Regions from separate parts of the Xenopus laevis genome. Here region 1 is linked to region 2. Evidence: chromatin contacts called from public Hi-C data. All regions are on one chromosome and are shown on one strand. Each heading gives the region's core, a stretch centred on a gene start, on an enhancer-like site or on the middle of the called end of the contact. The rest is flanking DNA. Distances are from core to core; before and after follow the strand shown.

Region 1 (4,355 bases), core at 292-2,791, 190 kb before region 2:
GTACCAGTTTGTCATAGGACATTGCAACAAATAAATTGTTTGTTAGGGCTCTTACTCACGCGCGTTTTTACCTGCGCTCCCCTGCGTTCCGTTTTTCGGCGCTCAGCCGCAGGGGAGCGCAGGAATAGACGCATTTAATTTTTTCAAATAGGGCTGTACTCACACAGGCGCTCGTAGGCGCCGAACGCAGGAAAAATGCAGCATGTTGCATCTCAACCTGCGTTCAGCGCCTACATGCGCCTGTGTGAGTACAGCCCCATTTGAAAAAATTAAATGCATCTATTCCTGTGCTCCCCTGCGGCTGAACACCGAAAAACGGAACGCAGGGGAGCGCAGGTAAAAACGCTCGTGAGTAAGAGCCCTTAAAGCCATCACTAGTGCTGCACTACACGGAAATGATTCCTTTCCTACCAGCAATCACAACAGCCTTAACTTGCGAGTGATTTTCTAACAACGATTCTAATTAGCATCCACATTACTAAATCAAGAAACATTGTTATGCCCTTTAATCATTGGCTGCCTGCTTTTAATCTGAAATTCTGTAGTGCAAAATGCTGCACCGTGGGAAAAGTCACAACAATTTATGGGTATTGTTGTGCTTCCTCATGTTCACTTGCAGTAACAAACGAGGCCTTTATATGTGTGTTTTTGGGGGGTGTATTGCTCTATGACATGTATCATTGCCATAGGGAAGTGGGTTGTGGACTTTTTTTTAAATTCAAATTCCCATAAGTGGTCCCAATATTTGGTAAGAGACTCTTTTAGCTAATAAAAAGGTGGATGTATGAAAACATTGCCATATCAGTAATTCTGCTAGAGTCTGAAGTATTTCTAGGACATCAGATGAGCACTCATCCCAAATCATATACTCACTGGGATTCTAACATCTACCTACCCTCCTGTTACACAGGGAAATTAATAGCTATTACTTGCAGCTAACTATAGGTAATTGTATTTCTTATCAGGCATAAAACATTGGGCCTCATATAAAACCAATACTTACCAAGCTACAAATAGTAGTTGGTGACCTCCCTGTGCGACATTAGGATAATGGCACATATAACATTTTTTATGCAAGCAGCGAAATCACCAAAGCCAGCTGTGCTGTTATGTGTGCATGCCATGAGCCTTACCCTAAAAAGAGAATTTTTCCACCCACTCTCTACACCCCAAGATCAACCAAAAAAGAAAATACTAGGTACACTTCCATTCTTTTGTAAATAGAATTTTTTGGGACTGGGGCCCAAATTATAAATAAGACATACTAGTTAACTTACAAGCATGAATTCCAGTACTGATATCATTTCTGGTATCTTTACATTGATTTGTGAACTGGCAAAAGATATGTTATGCACAAACAGGACCAGCACACTAACTAAGGGGCAAGTCTCCAAAAGGTTGTGTTTCCACTTTTGACTTAAGAACCACAGGGGATCATCCCCAGGCAAGTGGTGTGCTGGTCCTGTTTGTGCATAGACATTGGGGAGGGTGCTGTGCTCTCCCAGTACTACAGCACTGGACAGCCGTGACTGGGTGTGTCTGCAGACTTTCTATATAAGAGAATATGTTATGGCCCTGCTGAAAGAAGGCTGAATCTAACAACTCTGCATGGTATGAGCTAGCTGCCTCTCGACTTCTTGCATTTTATTGCTCATCGTGCCATGATTGTGAACTTAGCCACAGCAGTGGCAGCAGCACTAGGAGAAAAAAATACAGTGCTACTGCAATATTACCTCATTGTGTCACATCTAAACACATCCCTAGTCTGAGCAATCATATCTGAACATACTGTTCCTGCTATGCCACTTCACAATCAATCTGCTCTTTTATCTACTCTGTAATGAAAGCCTTGTTGCTAGGGGACACTGCAATCTATGAGATACTAGCTTTGCACCTTCCTTTTAGGCCAATTGTATGTGTCCCTGAAGTTGATGGTAATGCTTTTTATTTATGTGCATTTTCCAGTGTCTGTCATAAGCTCTACATTGGCTGCTTCCTTCTCACAACCCATGCTGCACACTTCATATTGTGCCTTATGGCACCCGTGAGGCTCAGACTGGCAAACTGTAAATTCTAGCAAAGGCCAGAGGGACTGCTGTAAGTTGCCATAGACTCTATTTAGTCACCCCCCTGGGGGGTAGTTTGGGCCTCTGTGTACTTGACTTGAAATACCAGGGCTTATTTTGAATGTCAGTCTGGGCTTGGTACCTGTCAGGGGCGCTCTACCAATGATGCGAGATGAGCCACTCGCCTCAGGCGGCATCGCCCACCTGATTTTAAACCCGGAAATTCGGCTCTTCTAGAGCAAAGAGCACAATTGTGCTGTCTGCACTAATGACGTGCACCTCCCCCAACCCCCTCCAGTGCTGAAAAGTTGGGTGTCGTGAGGAGGGGTGGGGGCAGCAAAGGAAGGCCGTCTCAGGAGGGCAAAAAGGCAAGGATAGCCGCTGGTACCTGTATATTATTAATGTCCACGCAGAAAGGAAAGGTTATTTCTGTATAAAGTGCAGTCTTCTTACCACCATAGTGTTCCACCAGCTCCTCCACAGTATTAAACTGGACCCTTGTTGTAATATAAAATCCTCCACTGTCTAGCTTGCGGATCTTGTAATGTTTTGCGTGGTCTCCCCTGCTAGCATCCCAGTCGCGAACAGAAAGGGAGTATGCACCTGTGAAGAACAAACAGTTGCTACAAACAAGAAACTGTGGATAAAAATGGAAAATAGAAAATAGAGTGCAAGGTAAAAGACACGAGGTTGCAAGGATTAGTTAATTTTAATAGTAAGAGGAGACAGATTATCACTTAAAGTGATAAAGTGTGAGAGGTGACTGAAAAGTAAAAATAAGATTATTGTAGGATATTTGTATAGTGATACAAATATATATATATACACACACAGTATCTGAACTCATGCATCCTCATATCCTCATAAGCTTTACCTTTAGTTGTCTCACTCTCCCTGATCATGAAGGTTCCTCTTGGATTCCCCTCACTCAAAAGTAGTCTCTCTGCATCCTTCCGGCCAATCTTTCCAAAGAACCAGCTAATTAGGGAAACGGGTACAATAGAAACCCCATTAACCCCATTCCTCCAGAATATTTGTTTTGTAGATCATGATAAATTATTAAAGATATTCTGACTTCCCCCATAGACACCAAAGAACAGCCAAGTGTTCCATTTTTCATAGTATCTATGCTTACAAGTTTTACAAGTTTACACGTTTTACATGCCCTTTATCCAGAACAGTTAATCTCACAATCCACGCTGTAGCTGCAATGTTTTAGTTATATTACACCATGTTTTTGTGTCTTTATTGTTCTATAAATTCTTCATTCTTATTTTTCTGACATTTATCTAGTTTGTGGTTACATTTATCATAGGGAGAAAAACAGATCTTGCCTGATAACCAAGTTAAGTTATTCATAGAAATTAATACAAATCAGGACTGATTCATTAACTCTTTTTTTTGTAACAGTATTTAGTTATGTTAGCTATTAAATAGTGTTCTGGTCTAAGCATTTTCCCACCAAGTACAGCATTGAACTCACTCTTTTGACTGAATGGAATTCATAGGTGCCACATAATTACTGGGGATGTATCCTGTATTTCCAGAACTTAGCGATCGAGCTTCCCACCAATCACCCTCTCTGTAAAGAGAATAAATAGATGACAAGCATATTATACAGATATGCATATTATACAAAATATATGTTTTATGCTAAAATATATATTTATATCTGTATCTAAATGCTATTTCATCATAAATTGCAAGCATGCACTTAAAGCTCCTGTATATAGTGACAAAGATTTGTTAGTTACTCACGAGTTGTTAATAATATGGAACTTCTCTCCCTTTTGAAAGGTCAGGTCATCCTCTGTGCGAGCATCATAATCGTACAAAGCAATAAACAGGGTTGCCCCTGCTATAGGGATAAAGCAGAAAGAATGATATTCTACCATAAAGAATTATATTTTTAATTACTGTTCTCCACCAGATACACAAAATGTGAAGTGTCTGCCCTTATAATAAGAGGGCCTCGTGAGTTTTGTATTCATAAAGTATTTTTTAAAGATTTGGTAAGTCTTTATGTAACAATACTATGTCCAGAGGGGCAGCCAGTCTAGAAAGTGGTAATTTGATGTTTGCATAAACCATCCCAGACTGACTTATTAAGGAAACTATTATGCAGGTGGGTGGGTCATGGCACGAGCTGAAAGCTTAGAAGGCATAAGGTGAATTTAAATGGCCTACCTAAAGTCATCATATATATAGGTCAGACCCTACAGAAAATCACCCTGGTTGTTATGGCGAAATATATGAAGAAACCTTTTGGTGAGGGGGAGGATGCCAGAC
Region 2 (4,540 bases), core at 828-3,327:
AAGATCAGCGACATAGGGGTTGCAGTCAGAATGGCAAAGTATTAAATTTTTCCCTGCTGTTGGAGAAACAGTAAAGGGCCATAGGTCTTTCAGTTATTGGTATTGAAGAATGATGTGCTCCTCATTTAAAGGTGTAGTTTAATTTTAAGTTAACTTTTAGTATGTTTTAGAATGTATTTTTATTTGCAACTTTTCAATTGGTCTTTATTGTTATTTTCTTTATGATTTGCCTTCATCTTTTGCCATCTCCCAGAGCGTTGAGATTACAATTGTATTGTTATTTTTACTGCTTAGTTTTCTATTCAGGACTTCTCCTACTCATCCTCAAGTCCCTTATTAAAACCAATGACTGTTTACTAGAGTATATTGGCCCTATCAACCAGTTTGCTGATGATATTTTAAACTGGAGCTAAATAAATAAAGCTAAATAATTCAAAAACCACAAAAATAAAGAGCAATTCAATATCAGTGTCTACATCATACTAGAAGTTATATAGCCCCTTAATAAAATGTCAGATGCAAAATGTTCTCCAGTTCTAGTGACCTATGTCAACTGACATGCTGTTTGAAAGCAAAGATCTGATTGGTTGCTATGGGTCAAATAATAACTCAAATATTCTGCTTTAAACTCGCTACCAGTATTTTTCCCTTTTATTTTCCTGCAAAACTAAATTGTTAGCACAAGTTGTGATTCTAGAACGTGTGTAGAACGTTGAATATTTTATTCACACCTTTCAAGAAATTAGAGGGAATGTTGCCAACTCAGCTGATGCACTTGCTACTGGAAACTATGAGTGTTTTCATATGTGTAATAAAAGAAAAACTGGTACTCAGAGCTCAATGCATGCGGGCAAAGCCCTGCGTGTTTATTACAATGACATTGTAATAAACACGCAGGGCTTTGCCCGCATGCATTGAGCTCTGAGTGCCAGTTTTTCTTTTATTACGCTGACTACAATTGGGGTTGCCGATCCCTTCTGACTGTGCACCGGGCCAACTTATGCTGGAGAGGCCAGGGTGTGCTGGTGGGTTCTGGAATTTGGACTGTTTTCATATGTGGTCATTTGTCCATATTTTCTATATAGACACCCACGGGCCCATTACTAGGGCCGCACCTCTATGATAGGCCTATAATAAATGTATAATTATATTTGCATAAAAAAAGGTAGAATACTTGTTTGATGTTATTAAGCAATAACGTTTGAAGAGACACAATTAAAAGCCATAAGCAACATCTGTTGTTTTCAGAATCAGAACCAGTTAACATGTTGTCCCTTTAATAAATTAGCACATTCTAGTGAAAATGTGATAAATGTCACAAGCAACAGATAGGGCTGACGAATATTGGGCTTATGCTGTTAATACAAGAAAGGTGGTTGACAGAATAAAAGAATGGAACTGCAATTAAGTTAAACACATTACCCTTAGCACAAACAATTTAATGATGTGAAAATGTGAGCAGACTGCCAGGTAGGATAGAACACCCTACTTGGAGATAGAATTAGAGAGGCCTCATGGGTTGTTTATTTGTCTTTAACCAGCTTAAAAGAGATTGAGCAAATGTTGAACCTGATTGACTTATGCCTGATTTCAGGCCAGTCAGCTAGGTACACAATGATATGATAAACGCCTGAATTATCCTAATGGACTTTAGCCAGAGCTGTGTGCACACTAAGTATTGTGTGCATACTGCATGTATATACTGCCTGCAGGGAAACCAAAATCCTATCAAACACAGTACCCTACCACAGACAGAACATCAACTACCATTTCCGAATAGGGCAAGTCCTTACCCGCTACTTGTAGGGCATCGCTTCTACCAGGTAATGCCTCCTGGGCAGTAGGAAATCTAACGTTACCCAGCATTGTTGAGGAACTTGAGTCACGGGGAAAATAACTGGTATATAAGCAATTACAGACAGGGCAGAGGTTGATGGCATGCTAATGAGTAACTGATGGTGGAGCTTTGGTTATTAACTCTTGACCTAGCAGCACAAGGTGACAGAGCAATAGGGATATGCAAAAACAAAAACAAAGACCTCACAGCCCTGAGTATATACCAGAGGTCCCCAACCTTTTTTTACCCATGAGCCATAAATCAAATGTTAAAAGAGATGGTGAGCAACACAAGCATGCAAAAAGTTTCTGGGGTGCCAAGTAAGAGCTGTGATTGGCTATTTGGTAGCCCCTATGTGGACTGGCAGCCTTCAGGATGCCCTGTTTTGTCAGTACAACTAAAACTTGCATCTAAGCCAGGAATGTAAAAATAAGCAACAACTTTAAAGGAGAATTAAACCCTAAAATGAATAGGGATAAAATGCCATGTTTTATATACTGAACTTATTGCACCAGTCTAAAGTTTCAGCATCTCAATAGCAGCAATGATCCAGGACTTCAAACTTGTCACAGGGGGTCACCATCTTGGAAAGTGTCTGCAACACTCACATGCTCAGTGGGCTCTGATCAGCTGTTGAGAAGCTAAGCTTAGGGGTAGTCACAAATTAAAAAGCAGAAAATGAGGTTTGTCTGTAATATAAGCTGATGCTACAGGGCTGATTATTAAATTCTGACGCTAATTGCACTGGTTTCTGTGCTGCCATGTAGCAATTATCTGTATTAATTACTAATCAGCCTTATATTGTGACATTTATATTCTAGGGTATATTTTGAATCGGCCCCTAAGATCAATAACTGACATCAGCACTGAGCATGTGCAGTGAATCAGCAGAAAAGAAGATGGGGAGTTACTGGGACATATTTTGGGGCACATATCTTTCCTGCTAAAGGGCTGTGGTTGCCTTGGGCTAGTACTCAAGCCCAAAACATAATGTACAATATTTCTAGCCTATTTCTTTAGTTAAGCTTTAGTTCTCCTTAAAGGGGTGGTTCGCCTTTAATTTAAACTTTTGGCACATAATATAGAATGACTAATTCTAAGAAACTTATTAATTGATCTCCATTTTTTTCATAGTTTTTTGAATTATTTGCCTCCTTCTTCTGACTCTTTTCAGCTTTCAAATGGGGATGACTGACTCCAAAAATGCTCTGTAAGGCTACACATTACTTACTTCTTATGCATCTTTCTGTTCAGGCCCTCTCCTATTTATATTCCAGTCTCTTACTAAAAACAATGCATGATTGCTACATTTATTTGGACCCTAGCAATCAGATTGCTGAAATTGCAAAGTGGAGAGTTGCTGAGTAAAAAGCTAAATAACTCAAAATCCAAGCATTGGTGTTAGCCTGGAGAGAGAAAACATGGGACTTTTTTCAACCCAACTTTACTGTGTAACTTTTTGGAAAATAACATCAGCATCTACAATACCTGCAAGACCTTAATGGTAAATTACCATAATTATATTTCAAGGCCACTTTCCTTTGTGTGTAAGTACATAGAAAATCTACGTTAACATGTGGTCCAAACAAGACTGCTAAGATGAAAAGTAGAACAACATTATAAGAAGCAGATCTCACATGCTTAGTAGGCTTTTGAACTGGGTGAGGCACTGTTTAAAGAACAAGGTGACCTATTTTACAAGGTTCTGCACATGTATTTGCTCCTCACTGGTTCCACAGGTTTTTGGATACTTTCATGTCCTCTAAAACATCAGGATAAAACAAGAAGATGGGGAGCTACTGGGGCATCTTCAGAGACATATCTTCTCTGTTAAAGGCCTGTGAATGCTTTGGGCTGGTACAGAAAGCCCAAAACAATAGAAGAATTGTAGAACAATAGAAGAAGCACACCCTTTCTGGGTGATCAGGCAGTGGTGTAACTACCCTTGGGTTCTGCTGGAGGTACAATAAGGCATGGAAGTCTTTGTATGCATGCATCTGGAGCACAAATCTGGAGGGGGGCTAAATGCACATCCTGCACTCGGGTACCGCCACTGCTAATTATACCACTTGGCCAGAAGTATAGGGAGAGCAGTGAAGCACTGACTGATAAGCAGTTTCATGAAATATGTCTTGTTTGTAAAGTTTAGGGGCGCCCTAAGCAATGAAGAAATAATTGCTGAGAAACACCGATGAAAATAATGGCATTGTAATGCTGCTTGCAACTAGCTTTTGACCTAACATTTTTGTTCTGCTATTCTCCAATTGCCATTTAAATCTAATGTGGTTTATATGGCCAGATGCCTAGTATCAAGAGTCACTGACCGTGCATGGTTTAAATTATAGAATGTAGAATGAGAGAGTCTAAAAAAACAAGGTATGTATGTAAAATGCAGTGCACCTTTAGCTACCAACAACACCAGCATGTATTAGAGATAGCACCTGGTGAACCATCATTGCAGAGATACTTGTTAGCAGGGCCGTCATTAGAAATCACGGGGCCCCGTACAACAAAATTTTTGGGGCACCCTGTGCCCCACCCATGCCAGCCCCCAAACCCCACCCCCAGATCCCGCCCACACCACAGTTAAAAGACCACACAGACATCTGCGCTAACAATGGTAAACTCCCCTACACACAGGGGTGCTTCGCCAATGAGGCAAGTTGAGGCTGTCGCCTCAGGTGGCAGCGCCCCACTAGGTAC

The links. A called contact is a pair of places that touch in the nucleus more often than the background predicts.
Region 1: a Hi-C map of the XTC cell line shows a contact between it and region 2, with 3 times the contacts expected there. The contact joins the enhancer-like site here to the promoter of msra.2.L in region 2. A contact is called at or near these places in 2 of 4 Hi-C or Micro-C datasets (the XL177 cell line and the XTC cell line).

Annotation. Positions count from the first base shown.
Region 1 is chr2L:60,605,192-60,609,546 of Xenopus_laevis_v10.1, reverse strand. It overlaps LOC108708097 (tyrosine-protein kinase Fgr), which reads right to left. Exons shown (of 13, transcript XM_018246425.2): 4 at 3,825-3,924; 5 at 3,550-3,648; 6 at 2,941-3,044; 7 at 2,520-2,669. Among protein-coding and RNA genes, the nearest start is that of LOC108708097, 23 kb to the right of the region's middle. Within about 2 kb of position 1,541, at least 2 of the 7 cell types and tissues checked have an H3K27ac peak or open chromatin away from gene starts, as enhancers often do.
Region 2 is chr2L:60,416,568-60,421,107 of Xenopus_laevis_v10.1, reverse strand. It overlaps msra.2.L (peptide methionine sulfoxide reductase MsrA 1), which reads right to left and starts at 2,077. Exons shown (of 6, transcript XM_018246421.2): 1 at 1,794-2,077. The coding sequence starts at 1,866. gngt2.1.L (guanine nucleotide-binding protein G(I)/G(S)/G(O) subunit gamma-T2) reads left to right here and starts at 1,714. Exons shown (of 3, transcript XM_018246422.2): 1 at 1,714-1,823.